Regions from separate parts of the Sus scrofa genome. Here all the other regions are linked to region 1. Evidence: chromatin contacts called from public Hi-C and HiChIP or PLAC-seq data. All regions are on one chromosome and are shown on one strand. Each heading gives the region's core, a stretch centred on a gene start, on an enhancer-like site or on the middle of the called end of the contact. The rest is flanking DNA. Distances are from core to core; before and after follow the strand shown.

The links. A called contact is a pair of places that touch in the nucleus more often than the background predicts. HiChIP or PLAC-seq counts read pairs in DNA pulled down with a chosen protein or histone mark.
Region 2: a contact with region 1 is called in an H3K27ac HiChIP or PLAC-seq map of alveolar macrophages. The contact joins the promoter of SELRC1 here to the promoter of ECHDC2 in region 1. A contact is called at or near these places in 1 of 5 promoter capture datasets (liver), 2 of 47 Hi-C or Micro-C datasets (heart right ventricle and liver) and 1 of 2 datasets of contacts at active chromatin or transcription factors (alveolar macrophages).
Region 3: a Hi-C map of skeletal muscle shows a contact between it and region 1, with 3 times the contacts expected there. The contact joins the promoter of ZYG11B here to the promoter of ECHDC2 in region 1. A contact is called at or near these places in 2 of 47 Hi-C or Micro-C datasets (liver and skeletal muscle) and 2 of 2 datasets of contacts at active chromatin or transcription factors (alveolar macrophages and skeletal muscle).
Region 4: a contact with region 1 is called in an H3K27ac HiChIP or PLAC-seq map of alveolar macrophages. The contact joins the promoter of PODN here to the promoter of ECHDC2 in region 1. A contact is called at or near these places in 2 of 2 datasets of contacts at active chromatin or transcription factors (alveolar macrophages and skeletal muscle).

Annotation. Positions count from the first base shown.
Region 1 is chr6:159,324,562-159,327,837 of Sscrofa11.1, forward strand. It overlaps ECHDC2 (enoyl-CoA hydratase domain-containing protein 2, mitochondrial), which reads left to right and starts at 1,585. Exons shown (of 10, transcript XM_021096622.1): 1 at 1,585-2,147. The coding sequence starts at 2,024.
Region 2 is chr6:159,510,175-159,513,450 of Sscrofa11.1, forward strand. SELRC1 (Sel1 repeat containing 1) reads left to right here and starts at 1,688. Exons shown (of 4, transcript NM_001243594.1): 1 at 1,688-1,865. The coding sequence starts at 1,760.
Region 3 is chr6:159,479,097-159,482,372 of Sscrofa11.1, forward strand. It overlaps ZYG11B (protein zyg-11 homolog B), which reads right to left and starts at 1,521. Exons shown (of 14, transcript XM_021096631.1): 1 at 1,279-1,521. The coding sequence starts at 1,308.
Region 4 is chr6:159,177,962-159,181,237 of Sscrofa11.1, forward strand. PODN (podocan) reads right to left here and starts at 1,495. Exons shown (of 12, transcript XM_013999375.2): 1 at 1,201-1,495; 2 at 696-752.

The DNA.
Region 1 (3,276 bases), core at 335-2,834:
TTTGTCCAGATATATGTCCAAGAGTGGGGTTGCTGGGTCATATGGTAGTTTTATGTATAGTTTTCTAAGGTACCTCCATACTATTCTCCATAGTGTTTGCACCAGCTTACATTCCCTGACCTGGTAACTTCTATATGCTGAGGGTGCAGCCAAAAAAAAAAAGGAACAAAAGGTCAAACTGTAAAAATTCTCCCTTCTCTCCCTATCTCCAGCTTCCCAGTTCCCCTCCGCAAATGCAGTCCTTAAAAAACAAACAAAACCCAACAAAACAGCAGGATTAAAAAGGAGGAGAAATGTTATTACCTATAGCCATATTGTTACTACTGCTCTCACTGCTCCCTTGCTCCTTTGCTAAGCTTTCTTAGACTCTCAGGAACAATCATAACGTAGAGAGGAGGAGGGGTACCTGGTTATTTTAAAAACCAGGCACCATATAGCCTTTCAGGAAAAGAACTTCCTTTATTTGGTGTATTGACTTGCTAGGGTTGCCCTAACAAAGTACCACAAACTGGGTGGATTAAAGAGAAGAAATTTATTTCTGCACAGTTCTGGGGGCTGGACTTCTAGTCCAGGATCAAGGTATTGGTAGGGTTGATTGTGTCTGAAGCACTGGCTGTTCCTTGGCTTATAAATGGCCGTCTTCTCCCTTTGTCTTCACATGGTCTGTCCTTTATACCCATCTGTGCTAAAATTTTCTTCTTATAAGAACATCAGTCACATTGGATTAGGGTCAAACCTGATGACCTCATTTTAACTTGATTACCTCTTTAAAGACCCTGTCTCCAAATGCAGTCACATCGTGAGGTACTGAGGGAGAGGACTGCAACACATAGATTTGCGGAGGGGGGGCACAATTCAACCCATAAAAATTAGCATTAACCTCGTTAAGTAGGAGAGGTAAAGGCCCACAATTGCTCTGCAACCTTCTGTAAAAATCTTTCTCATGCAACCTCAAGTCTGTGATTCTCTAAGCAGTGGAGGAATTGGAATTGTGTCCAATAATATGTAGAAAAGGGACAGGGAGGGATGGCCAGATGACCCATAACCTGAATTAATTCATTGAAGTTCCCACTGTGGCTCAGCATAAGGAACCCAACTAGAATCCATGAGGTTGTGGGTTCAATCCCTGGCCTCGATCAGTGGGTTAAGGATCCAGGGTTGCCTTGAGCTGCGATGTAGCTTGCACAGCGGTTCGGATCTGGTGTGACCGTGGCTGCGGCAGAGGCCGGCAGCTGCAGCTCAGATTTGACCCCTAGCCTGGGCTTCATGTGCCCAGAGTGCCGCCATAAAAAGACAAAAAATAAAATCTGTTTTCATTACTTTTAAGTAGTATTTGGCTTTCTTAGGCTTTAACAGGAGTCGCTTTTATTATTTGTGCTTTACAGAAAACACTGGCGTTTAGAGAGCTTGGGCCTTGTCCAAAATGATACATTGGATGGAGTTCCCGTTGTGGTGCAGAGGAAACGAATCCAACTAGGAACCATGAGGTTGCGGGTTCAATCCCTGGCCTCGCTCAATGGGTTAAGGATCTGGCGTTGCTGTGAGCTGAGGTGTAGGTCGAAGACAGGGCTCAGATTCCCCGTTGCTATGGCTGTGGTGTAGGCTGGCAGCTGTAGCTCCAATTCAACCCCTAGCCTGGGAACCTCCATATGCCGCGGATGCCACCCTAAAAAAAATAAACACACACACACACACACACACACACACACACACACACACACACACACACACGACACACTGGAGCTGAACTTTCTCCTACCCAGGTCTTTCGGTCCCTGGGAACCTCCATATGCCGCGGATGCGGCTCTAAAAAAAATAAAGAAACACACACACACACACAAGACACACTGGAGCTGAACTTTCTCCTACCCAGGTCTTCCGGTCTCTGAGACGCACAGAGAGCAGCGCCGGACTTTGGACCCATAGGAGGAGCAGTTTGCAAAGGCCTGGGGCTGATCCTCCAGCTTTCGGCGGGAGAGAAGGTAGTGGAGGGGCCTGGCGGCACCTTCCGGACGGCACCCCGATGCTGCGCACCCTGGCGAGCGCCCTGCGCTGGAGGCCCCTGGAGAAGACTCGCGGCTGCGCCTCTAGCCCTGTGGATGCGGGTCGCGAGATCCAAGTGCGCGCTCTGGAGGGTCTCGACCAAGGTAAGTGCGCGGTCCTGGGACGCGCCGGCCGGGCGGGCAGGCCAGGCGCCTGGCCCTGCTGCCGGGGCGGACCCCTGGCCACTGTGCCCGGTGGGCGCGGGGAGACGGAAACAGGCCGTGGGAAGGCGTTTGAGGACGGGACGCCAAAGCCCCCGCGGCTAAGTCTAGCCCCCCCCAGGTAGGGGACCACCTTAACGGCCGCCCGGAACCTAAAGGTCGTGCGACTCCACGTCAGTGTCCCCTCGGGCCCCTGTGTGGTGGCCAGATAGAGGACTCGCCCCGGGCTGGGATCAGACACGAGGGCGCCCGGCCCCCACACGAGCGGTAAAAGACCTGATTTCCCTCCTGGGCCGAGGGTCCTGGCGAAGCTCCAGGGGCCCGGGGCGGCGGAGCGCAGCCAGCTCTCCGCGCAGGAAGGACAGAGGACGAGTCTCGTCCCTGCGCGCTGGCCCTGCAGCTGCTGGGGGACTTTTGAGTCCAGCTGACTCAGCGTTGGGGCCTGTCACTGGCAGAAAACATTTCGTTGGAGTGTTGTGCTGGAGTTTGTTTCCTTAGTTAGTGGGTCTGAGTTTTTTGTTTGTTTTGTTGTGGGGAGGGGGTTGCACTTTAAAGCGCATTCAGCCACGTTATCCGTTATCACACACCGCAGTCGCCCTCAGGGCAGGGTTCTTCTCTCTCGTCTTTACTTTGTCCCCAGTCCCAACCCTTTCTTCCCTTCCCTGCATTTGATGTAACACTCTTTGTGTCCAAGGAGTTTTAATTTCCACGGAGGGCGTTGTTCCTGACAGCTCATATTTCTTCCTTCCCCCACCCCCGCTTGAGATTAAGCTTTCAAGAGCTGCCTTGCCATAAAAATTGAGTTCCTTGCCCCCTGCTGTCGCATACTATTCCCTAGTGTGCATCCTCCACTTTTGAGGGGCATGTAGGGGCTACCCGTATCCAGGACATCACTTGGTGAGAATTCTCTGGCCAACTGGGATTGCTGGTGTCAGAGAATACCCCTTACTTTCATGCTTAGCTTACTGCCAAACCAGCAAGGGCGCTTGCTTTGAAATAGCTGTAATTTTTCTCGCAACTTTACAGATTAAGAAACCGAGAAACAGGGAGGTTAAGCAGTTTGAACCAAGTC
Region 2 (3,276 bases), core at 438-2,937, 190 kb after region 1:
GGTCCTAGTCAGATTCGTTAACCACTGAGCCACAACAGGAACTCCCAGGACATGGATTCTGACTAAGATCTGTCTGCTCTCTGAAGCCAGTCATTTCCTACTACATTAGATCAGAATAGACCAAGTGGAGTGAACACTGAAGTGAGAGCATCTAAATCTATTTTAGGAGTGTATGGCTGTTGCGTCTGGGAAGACTTCACAGAGAAGATCTCTGATTTGGGAAGGGTAGTCCAAGTGTCAAGAGCACTAGTAAACAGACACAAATCTGGGACCTATCCAGAGAACAGAAAGTTGGGTGAGGTATGCGGGAGAAGAGGCAGGAGATAAGGCTAGAGTCAGATTGCACTTAGAGGGTCTTGGAGACCAGGCAAAGAGAGGTGATCTCAAAATCAAAGGTTGGGGCTTCTCTATATGAGAGATGTATTAAAGGATCTCCCAAGGTGATCAGGTGTCTAAGAAACCACTAGTAAATGTGGAATGACAACTGGAATGTGTTATCCTATGAAAGATGTGTTATGGACTTGAGTGTAAAATCATTTAAATCTTTAAAATAAAACTGGAATTTCGAAGACGTTTCCCAGGTTCAGCAAGCTACTCTCTAACAAGGACGTGGTTGGAAGTGGTCCATTCTCTGACGCCCTTAAGGATAGGTTAATAGTGGAGCCATTTGGAAGCAATGCTAGAGGTGCTGGGAAACCAAGGACTTGAGCTCCCCTCAGGGACATAGGCGAGGGCTGGCTGGGACTCAAAGAGAAATAGGAACTGACTGTCTTTGGAGAGCGTTCAGTCTAGGCTTTATGGAACTGATGATTCTAAGAAGAAAAAGCAAAAACCAGCTGAAATTCCTCTTTTCTTTCCCATATCCTTGACTTTTCCTTTTGTACTTCATTCTTTTATTCAAAAAATATTCATTGCACAGCAAATTTCGTATTTCCTGTGTGACCTTTGGACAATTTACTCTCTGTACCTCAGTTTCTTTCCTCATCAGCAGAATGGGGGGAATAACTCCTACCCACAATGAGTGCCTTCATGAGAATTAAATGAGGAAGCTCTTCAAATAGAATCTGAAACAAAGTTTAGCCCTGTTTAAGCATTAGCTATTATAACAGTATTATTACTGCTACTGTGATCCGGCTATCATCTTCCACAGCCATTCATTCCTTGGGTCACTCATGTTGGAGGCAGAAGGTGGGAATGGGAGGAAAAGAGAGATGAATCAGACTTTTCACTGCACTTGCAGCGACTTAAGAATATTGGTTTGTCCAGCTACAGCTGGCCCATAATGGGTGCTCAAAATACTTGCTGAATGGATAAACAAAAGCTTTCCTTCTAAACTGCAAGCCCTTTAATGGCAGGACCCATACTTCCTCGCTGTTGTATTACTAGCACCAAGCACTTGGTGAGGCATATGGTAGGCGCCTAGGCAACACCGAATTAACGAAAGAGCGGACAGATGGAGAGATAAATGACCAGAAGCGGAGAAGCATTAAAGCCACAAGACTGGCACAGTAAAGTGCTACAGAAAGACTGCTACCAGACCTGAGGAAAAGGTGAGACAGCCAAAGCCTAACAGCCAGAGAGCAGAGGAAAAGCTCAAGCTCCCGGCGCGCCGGGCTTTCAGGCCGCCGGAGGGAGCGGCGGACCTCGGCGGCAAGCCCCGCCCAAGCCCCGCCCCTCCGCCGCTCACGTGACCTGGGCGGGCGTACGGCGCGCGCCGGGGCAGAGCGGCGGGGTGATTTTGACTGACCGAGCGAGAGCCATGGCGGGCCTCGTGGACTTCCAGGACGAGGAGCAGGTGAAGTCCTTTCTGGAGAACATGGAGGTGGAGTGCAATTACCAGTGCTATCAGGAGAAGGACCCGGACGGTGAGCCCCGCCAGCACGGCCTAGGTTCACGTGGGGGCTCCGGACGCAGGGGCGGGAGTTGGACGGGTCACGTGAGGGATCTCTGAGGGGATCTGGAAGGGGTCACCGGCCGGGGACACGGGGTGTGTGGGACACAGACGGCCTTGTGGAGGGGCGGGGAGGGGTCGGTTGGCTTCCGCAAGGACTTGCTGGGCTCGCCGCGGGAGAATGCTCTGCCTGGAGGCCGGGCGGGAAGGAAAAGAAGCGTTTGGGCACGTGGAGGAGAGACCCTGGGGCTACGTCAGTGATCGGATAAAAAGCCGCGTCCTCAGGGAGCTTACATTCTAGTGGGGGTACTGGACAGTAAACACAGAGAAACACATGTGTAGCATATTAGAAATTAATAAGTGCAGTGGGAAAAGGAACTGGCTGAGAGGTACCAGAATTCAGGAAGGCAGTTTTAAATCGAGTGATTAGGGAGAATCATGAGAGTGACATTTGAACAAAGTGTAGAAGGTAAAGGAGATCCATGCCAGGCAGAGCTAGGCCCAATGAAAAGGCGCAGCGAGGTGAGTGTGCTCAGTGTGTTCTGGGAACATGAGTTGACTTCCCTGTGTGGGCGATGTGCAGGAGAGGTTGCCCAGAGCAGCCAGTACCTTTGGAGTGGTTTTCTTCTTCCTACTTTTTTTTGGGGGGAGGGGGGTGGCTCTTCTGTGGCACACCGAAGTTCCAGGGCCATGGGTTGTAACCAGAGCCACAGCGTGGCAGTGCTGGATCCTTAATCCACTGTGCCACCAGGGAACTCCTGCCTACTTTATTTTTATAAAAGAAAAAAAAAAAAAAAAAAGGCACTGGGCCTGTCTTCTAGTAGCTTGCAGTCTAGCTGCACGCTGTGGCATGAACCTGTAGTCCCAGGAGTTACTTGGGAGGCTGAGGCTGGAGGATCCCTTGAGCCCAGGAGTTCTGGGCTACAATGTGCCATGTGGATCAGATGTCCACACTAAGTTTGGGATCAATATGGTGACTTCCCAGGAATGGGAGACCACTGGGTTGCCTAAGGAGGAATGAACTGGCCCAGGTGGGACACAGAGCAGATCAAGACTCCCATGCTGATCAACAGCTTGGAGTCTAGCTTGAAGCTGACCAACTACACAGAGTTGCTCTGCAGTGTGATGGCTTAAATCTTAAGAAGCCAGGGTTGTTCAGTAAGGCTAGTTCATGTCCTAAGTGTAGAGAGAAGGAGAATTCACAGGAGTGGAGTCACTGAGGAGCAGAATGGTTGGGAAGACATCTGGAAAATGTTGGGAGGAATAGGCAAGTAGTGTTGATTTAACAGAGCAGAAGGAGAGAAAAAAATGCTGTTCTTGGGAAGGTTGAAGTTAGAATGTATTCAGAAATAAGATTAACGAGGAACCCTGGGACACGGTGCCAA
Region 3 (3,276 bases), core at 271-2,770, 150 kb after region 1:
ATTGACCAGCCTCCTAGAAGAATATGATTACCAGGACTTAGTTGGAACTAGAATGTCTTATTCCTCCCAGAGACCAAAATCTAGATTGCTGTATATGATGGAGCAATGAGTTCATTAAAGGAACTGCAAACCATGTGTAACCCAACTCAATGAAAATCGCACTGAAGCCTCAACCTATTTTGAAACAGGAAGGAGAGAGGAAATTTGCAAATGTAAGGGTTTCCCAGCTAAAAGCAGAAAGGGCAAAACAAAAGAAGATAATAGAAGGTATTAAAGAGACTGTCATATCTGACTGCCAAACTGATCTGGGTTATTCAGATGCCCTGGTCTCTGCCTCCAAACAAAAACAAACCATTTGTTATGAGTAACAGGAAAGACTGTACATAAATGCTTTCAAATTTCTCAAACGGTACCTTCACATTAAAAGATGCTCAAAATAAAAATACATTCGAAAACACTTTAAGTTATTTCTGCCCAAAGGCGAGATATCTCATAAGACCATAGTATGCAGGGTGGCCCTCACCCCATGCCTCACTCGATCGCTCCAAAACACACTATCACTCAGGTTTTGCAATGACATTAGGAAATAAGGCTTGCAGGCTCTCTCGAAGCACCGCCAAACTCCCCCTTCCCTCTGCAAAAAAAAAAAGAAAAGGAAGAAAAAAGCCTAAGAATCTCTATCTGCCCGCCCTACAGCTCTTGGGAAGCAATCGCCCTCAAATTGTTCCTGTTGAGACCCTTGAATCCCGTAGAAGGAAATGGGGACAGCTGTGAGAGCGGGGAAGCGAGGACATCCGATAAGGGGGAGAGGAAATGTGGATGGTGGAGGACGAAGGGGAGAAAGGAGAGGGCAGTGGAGATAAAATGGTGAAAGGGGGTAAGAAGCGAGAGCAAGGAGCAGGAGCGAAAAAGAGGGAGGAAAAGAAGGGAAGGCGTAGAGATCCCAAAAGAGAGAACAAGGCAAAATGGTACAGAAGAAAAAGAAGGTCGGGTTAAAGGACAAGGAGGGGGCGGCAAAGGGGACCGCGAAAGAGGCTGTCACTGGGGGTGATTTTTAAAAAGGGTGTCACCGGGATGGAGAGAGATTAAGGGGGGGGGGGTTGTCACCACGGCAGGTGGCCGGAGACCAAGGGGAAGGAGGAGTGGGTCACCAAAGGGGAGGTAACAAGGAGGGGAGGTAAAGGCAGGAGCAGAAGGGGCGTCAAAGCTGGGGAGGGGCAGGCCCGCGGGGGCCAGGGTGGCGGGAGGCTGCGGCTCAGGCAGGCCTCGCTCTCTCACCATGGCTGCGCCGGCCTGGTCCTCTGGCATGCAGCCTCTGTCCTGGGTTCGGCGGCGGGCCGGGCCTGAGCCCGCCCCCAGGCTGAGCCGGCGCGGGGGCTCCAGGAGGCTCCGACGAGCGGCGGCTCCGGGCTCGGCCCAGGCCTCGGCCTCCTCGCCTCGGAAGCTGAAAGTGCAGCAGCCGCAGCCGCAGCCCGATCCCGAGCGCAGACTCCGCCCCCGAGGCTCCGCCCTCGCCCGCAAACACAAGCTCGGCCCCGCCTCCTCCCTCACTGCGCAGACTCGGCCCAGGAGCCCTGGCCACGGCCCCCCCACCGCTCCCCAACCTCCCCACCCCCGCCCGCGCGCCCGACCCCTGGCTTCTCCCCTTCTCAGACCCTTAAAAGAGCCACACGTCTTCAAATAACCAGTGCTTTAAAAACTAGAGATTTAAATATACGTCCTACAGAAGACTAGAGCTGCCATTCGTTTGGGTTGCATACAGACCCCTGTGCTTCTGTTCATTGTCGTTCATTTCTATTGTCATGTATTCTATATATTCATATAGAATATTCATATATTCTCTTAGTGATTTCAATTCTTTTAGATGATTCCTCTAGAGACCTAACTTCTCGGGTTCCTCGCCTCTAGGGATCGCCCTTGCCTCAGCCTCTCATTTCCGTGCTTATACTTTAAATCTGAATTTCAGATAACCCCTCTATAATCTCAATTTCAATCATTCAACTCTCCCACCTCAGCCTCCTTCCTCTCAGGCTCACTTCCTCAAATACCCGACTCCAAAAATTCAACTTTACCAAAACTCAACATCCAGTGCTCCTACTACCTTTCCACTATTCTTCACGGTATCCGATTTCCTTTCATGAACAGCTTAGATTCTACTGTCCATCATCCCTCGGTGTTCACTTTCACTTCTCCAGTCCTTCTTTCCTTTCCTTGTACTCACCTGAGGAAACTCTAATCCTACACCTGCAGCCAAACGGGGTAGAAGGGAGAAAAATCCAAAATCATACTGACTGGCCTCCACCTAGCTTGTTATCATTTTCGTCAAAAAAGCCCTTAACGCTTGGCGATCCTACTGCATTTCTCCAGTTCCATACGCTCTCTCACCTCACTACATAACTGTTTTGTATCTCTCCCTTTAAACCTCCAACACTTCTTCCCTGCTCACTGATGATTTCGCTTCCAATTCATGGTGAAAATGAAGCAAACAGGAGAATATAAGGTCCCACCAGTCACCATTACTTCCAACCCACCTATGACTCTGCTCTGCTTCTAACTCTGCTGCTCTACGCTGCCTTCCTCTCCTTACTACAAATGAGCTATTTGCCTTTTAGCTAAGGTCATACCTTCCGCAATTCTCAAACTGCAAAAAGGCTTGGTTTCCGCCCCCAATCAGCCACAAAACTGTTTTTGTAAAGTGCAATAAAAAGTAATTACTAGAAACATTAAATTTAAAAACAGACATACGAAATGCAAGTCCATATAGACGGATATTGATGCTTTTTTTTTTAATCATCCTAATCATTCTTCAGTGTACAGGTCAGTGACATTAAGTACTTTGTTGTGCTCTCGTCACCACCATCCAGTTCCAGAGCTCTCTCTTTTTTTTTTTTTTTTTTTTTTTGCCTTTTCTAGGGCCACACCTGTGGCACACAGAGGGTCCCAGGCTAGGGGTCCAATTGGAGCTATAGCCACTGGCCCACGCCAAAGCCACAGCAACTCGGGGTCCCAGCTGCGTCTTTGACCTACACCACAGCTCACGGCAACTCCAGATCCTCAACCCACTGAGCGAGGCCAGGGATTGAACCTGCAACCTCATGGTTCCCAGATTCGTTAACCACTGAGCCACGACGGGAACTCCCCCAGAGCTCTTTTCATCCTGCAAAACCAAAACTCTGTACCCACTAAACAATAACTCCTCATTTCCTGCCCCCCAGCCCCTGACAACCGCCATTTTACTTTTTGTCTTTATGAATTTGACTATTCTGGGTTAGTTAG
Region 4 (3,276 bases), core at 245-2,744, 150 kb before region 1:
GACTCTACCAGGCCTAAAGGTGCCACCTGGTAGTCACACCTGTCCCAAGATTCAGATAAAAGGGGCAAAGTATGCTCCCACAAGATTGCATGAAAGCATTCAAGTGAACCTGACATTTCTTAACTTGCATTCTAATTGAGAATAGGCTGGGCCCTGAGTCCTAAAAGCGGAGGCTTCCGTGGTGCCTCCTGCAGCTGGGTCCACCACCGCTTAGCCTTCCCCCGCCAGTCCAAAGTTGAACGGCAGGGGGTCAGGTTGCATGGTCCTCCCAGCAAGCGCCCGGCGCACATCCCTCTGTACCTCCCGGACCCTGAGAGCGCACGCTTGTTTTCTGCTCCTCTCTTGAAGTTCAGGCTGCAGCTGCCTCCCGCCCCACGGCCCCACGGCCCCCCGCCCCAGCCCCCAGGGCCATCAGGAGCTCACCGCCGCTTCCACCTGACGGCGCATCAGGTATTCTAGCACCACGGCGGTTCACGGACCTGCAACCGGGGGGCTTCGACCGCATTCGCCAGAGCGCTCCGGCCTCGCTGCCCGCGCTCCGGGGCCACCCTCCTGCCCCCTCCTCAGCCCTGCTGTCCCAACAGGGAGGCAGCTGGAGAGACGGACAAACGGACACCGGGCGCCGGCTGAGAGCTGTGCTCAGCGAGGGCGCGGCATGGGCCCGAGGAGCCCAGCCCCGAGCGGCTCCGCCTCACCTGTGCGCGCGTCCCGGGGGCAGATCTCAGCTTCTCTCTAGGCCTCAGTTTCTCTGTCTGTAAAGAGGTCGAAGGGTGGGCTAGCTGGAAGGAGCTGACGTGGAAAGGCATGGGCATACGCTGAGCCCAGGCCCCAAGCACAGGGGTCCTCGCCCTTCCCCGGTTCCACCTGCCCCCCACATTCCCTGTCTGCCCGCATCCTTCCACCCGCCCCCCCACCATCCGCCCTCAGATTCTTTCCAGATGTGCGCAGCAGGAGGGGCCCGGGGCTGGGACCAGCCTTTGGCCGAAGAACAGGCCCCTGCCGGGTAGGCATCGCGGAGGGGCGCGCCCCGGAGGAAGAGCTCTCCGGACGTGCCCTCCAAGTGTAAGGCTCCAGCGGAGGGGGCGAGGTGCGCGGCCCCGCCCGGGCCAGCCGCTGGGGCGATCCGGACCAGGCGGGAAGTCCGATCGCTCCTCAGCTCGGCCCGGGCCCTCAGCCCACCCGGCCTCCCGTGCCCGGTACCTGCTGCGCTCCGGCGCCGCGCCGCTCCCTGCCAGCAGACCGCGTTCTTCCGAGTCGCCTCTGCGCTCCGCGGGCGCGGGCTCCTGCCATTCAAGTCGAGCCGTGCTCTCGGCGACGCAAGTTTTGTTGTGGGTTTTCTCCTCCCCGCCTCCCCCTCGCCCCCCCCGCGCGTGCATCTGCTGGACGCCGGCCTCTTCTGGACACAGGCGTAGGGTCCCCGCAGGCGCGGGCAGCGGAGGGCCTGCCCCTCCCCGCGCTGGACTGGGCCGAGCCCCACTTCCCCGGGAGGCAGAGCCGCCGCGCGGACCCCTCACCCCGCTCTCTGCTCCGAGGGGCCGCCGTACCACGCCCCCCACCCCCACCCCGGGAGACTGGGGAGGCGGGGTGTCTAGTCCGAAGCGCTTCCTCGTTCCCAGCCTTCCGAAGTGGAATGGGACCCCCTCGAGGCCCCAGCACCTGAAAGGAGGGCCGGGCAGAGGGCCCCCCTTCCACCAAGTGCCTCTGAGCTGTTTCTTCCTCCCGACAGAGGGTTTTGCAACCGCTCCAGGCATGAGTACCTATCGGTTCACTCTCCCATCCAGGGGTCCTAAGCCTTGGCTAACGGGCTGCCCGCCAAGACCCTCCCGGGCCCCTTCCCGGAAAAGTTCTCGGCACGCACCGGCCCTGCCACGTTGGCCCTGGGCCCACAGCCTGGTGAGCCTTGAAGGGCGATAAATTGGGCTGGGAGCAGGGTGCATGCGGATCCCAGTCGCAAGGAGACAAGGGCGGGGAGGGAGGTGAACGGTGAGCCCTGTCCTGCTCTCAGGAGCTGAAAATGTTTCCAAGTAAAGGCGCATTAACTACGAGCAGCTGAAGCAACACCGGTTGGCGCCAGGGTCTTGGGAGATAGAATGCGGTCTGGCTGGGTTTAGGTGGTACTTGGCACCTCCACTGCCCAGCAAGGCTCTCCTCCGTACCCGCTGTGGCCCGTGGGCAGAGCATCCACGGCTACCTTAGCCGGCTGCCCTCCTGCTAGAGCGGGAAAAGGATAAATAACTCAAACTTGGAACTCCTTGTTCAACTTGAATTACCAGGGCCCTGAATGAATGAATGGCTCATGCAAAGGCTCTGGGCCTTTCACAGGCTTGGGTTGCCGCATCCTGATTTACTCTCTCATCTTCACGTCACTCTCTGATCTTCGCAACCCTGCAAGAGAAGAAGGCCTGTTGCCTCCATTCACAGGTGAGGAGACAGCCTTAGGAGGGACAAGTGACAGAGTAAAATGGCCAGGTTTACCCTTCGCCACAGCCCACATTCTTTCCATGATGGAGTCAGGCAGCTAACTGGAGCAGGCAAATGCAAAAGCCTGGATTTGAACCCAGGATCATCTGTTTCCATTACATCAAGAACTCAAGAACTCAAGAATGGGAAAAAGAAATATTTTGCCTTCTTTGGCCTCCGAGCCCAGTTCTCTCTGCGCTTGAACTTATGAGAATTGGTGTGATTCACAGGACTGGACGGGAGCCAACACAGATACGCATCTTGTGCCTTCTCAACACTGACCCTAGATTCAAGTGGAGCTAGAAGAGTGTCTACTGGCTTGAACACCCATGAACTAAAGAAAACCTTCTAGAAGAACAGGAACCAGCATATATTGCATGCCTACTAAGTGCCAGGCATCATTTTTTTATTTATTTATTGCTTTTTTAGCACTGCACCCGTGACATATGGAGGTTCCCAGGTTGGGGGTCTAATCAGAGCTACAGCTGCCAGCCCACGCCACAGCCACAGCCACGCCAGATCCGAGCCGCGTCTGTGACCTACACCACAGTGCACAACCAGATCCTTAACCCACCGAGCGAGGCCAAGGATCGAACCCACAACCTCATGGTTCCTAGTCGGATTTGTTTCCACTGCGCCATTCCAGGATCTCCAGGCATCATTTTAAATCCTTGAAGATCTGAATCACCCAGCCCTGTGGGGAAGGTATTCTCCAGCCACAGGGCACACCACATCCCCTGCCTGCCCCACCCCACCCCTGTCCCCACCCCCAAAGTAGGCTCTTCTGTGGAATGCCAGACCAGGGCCCACACATGA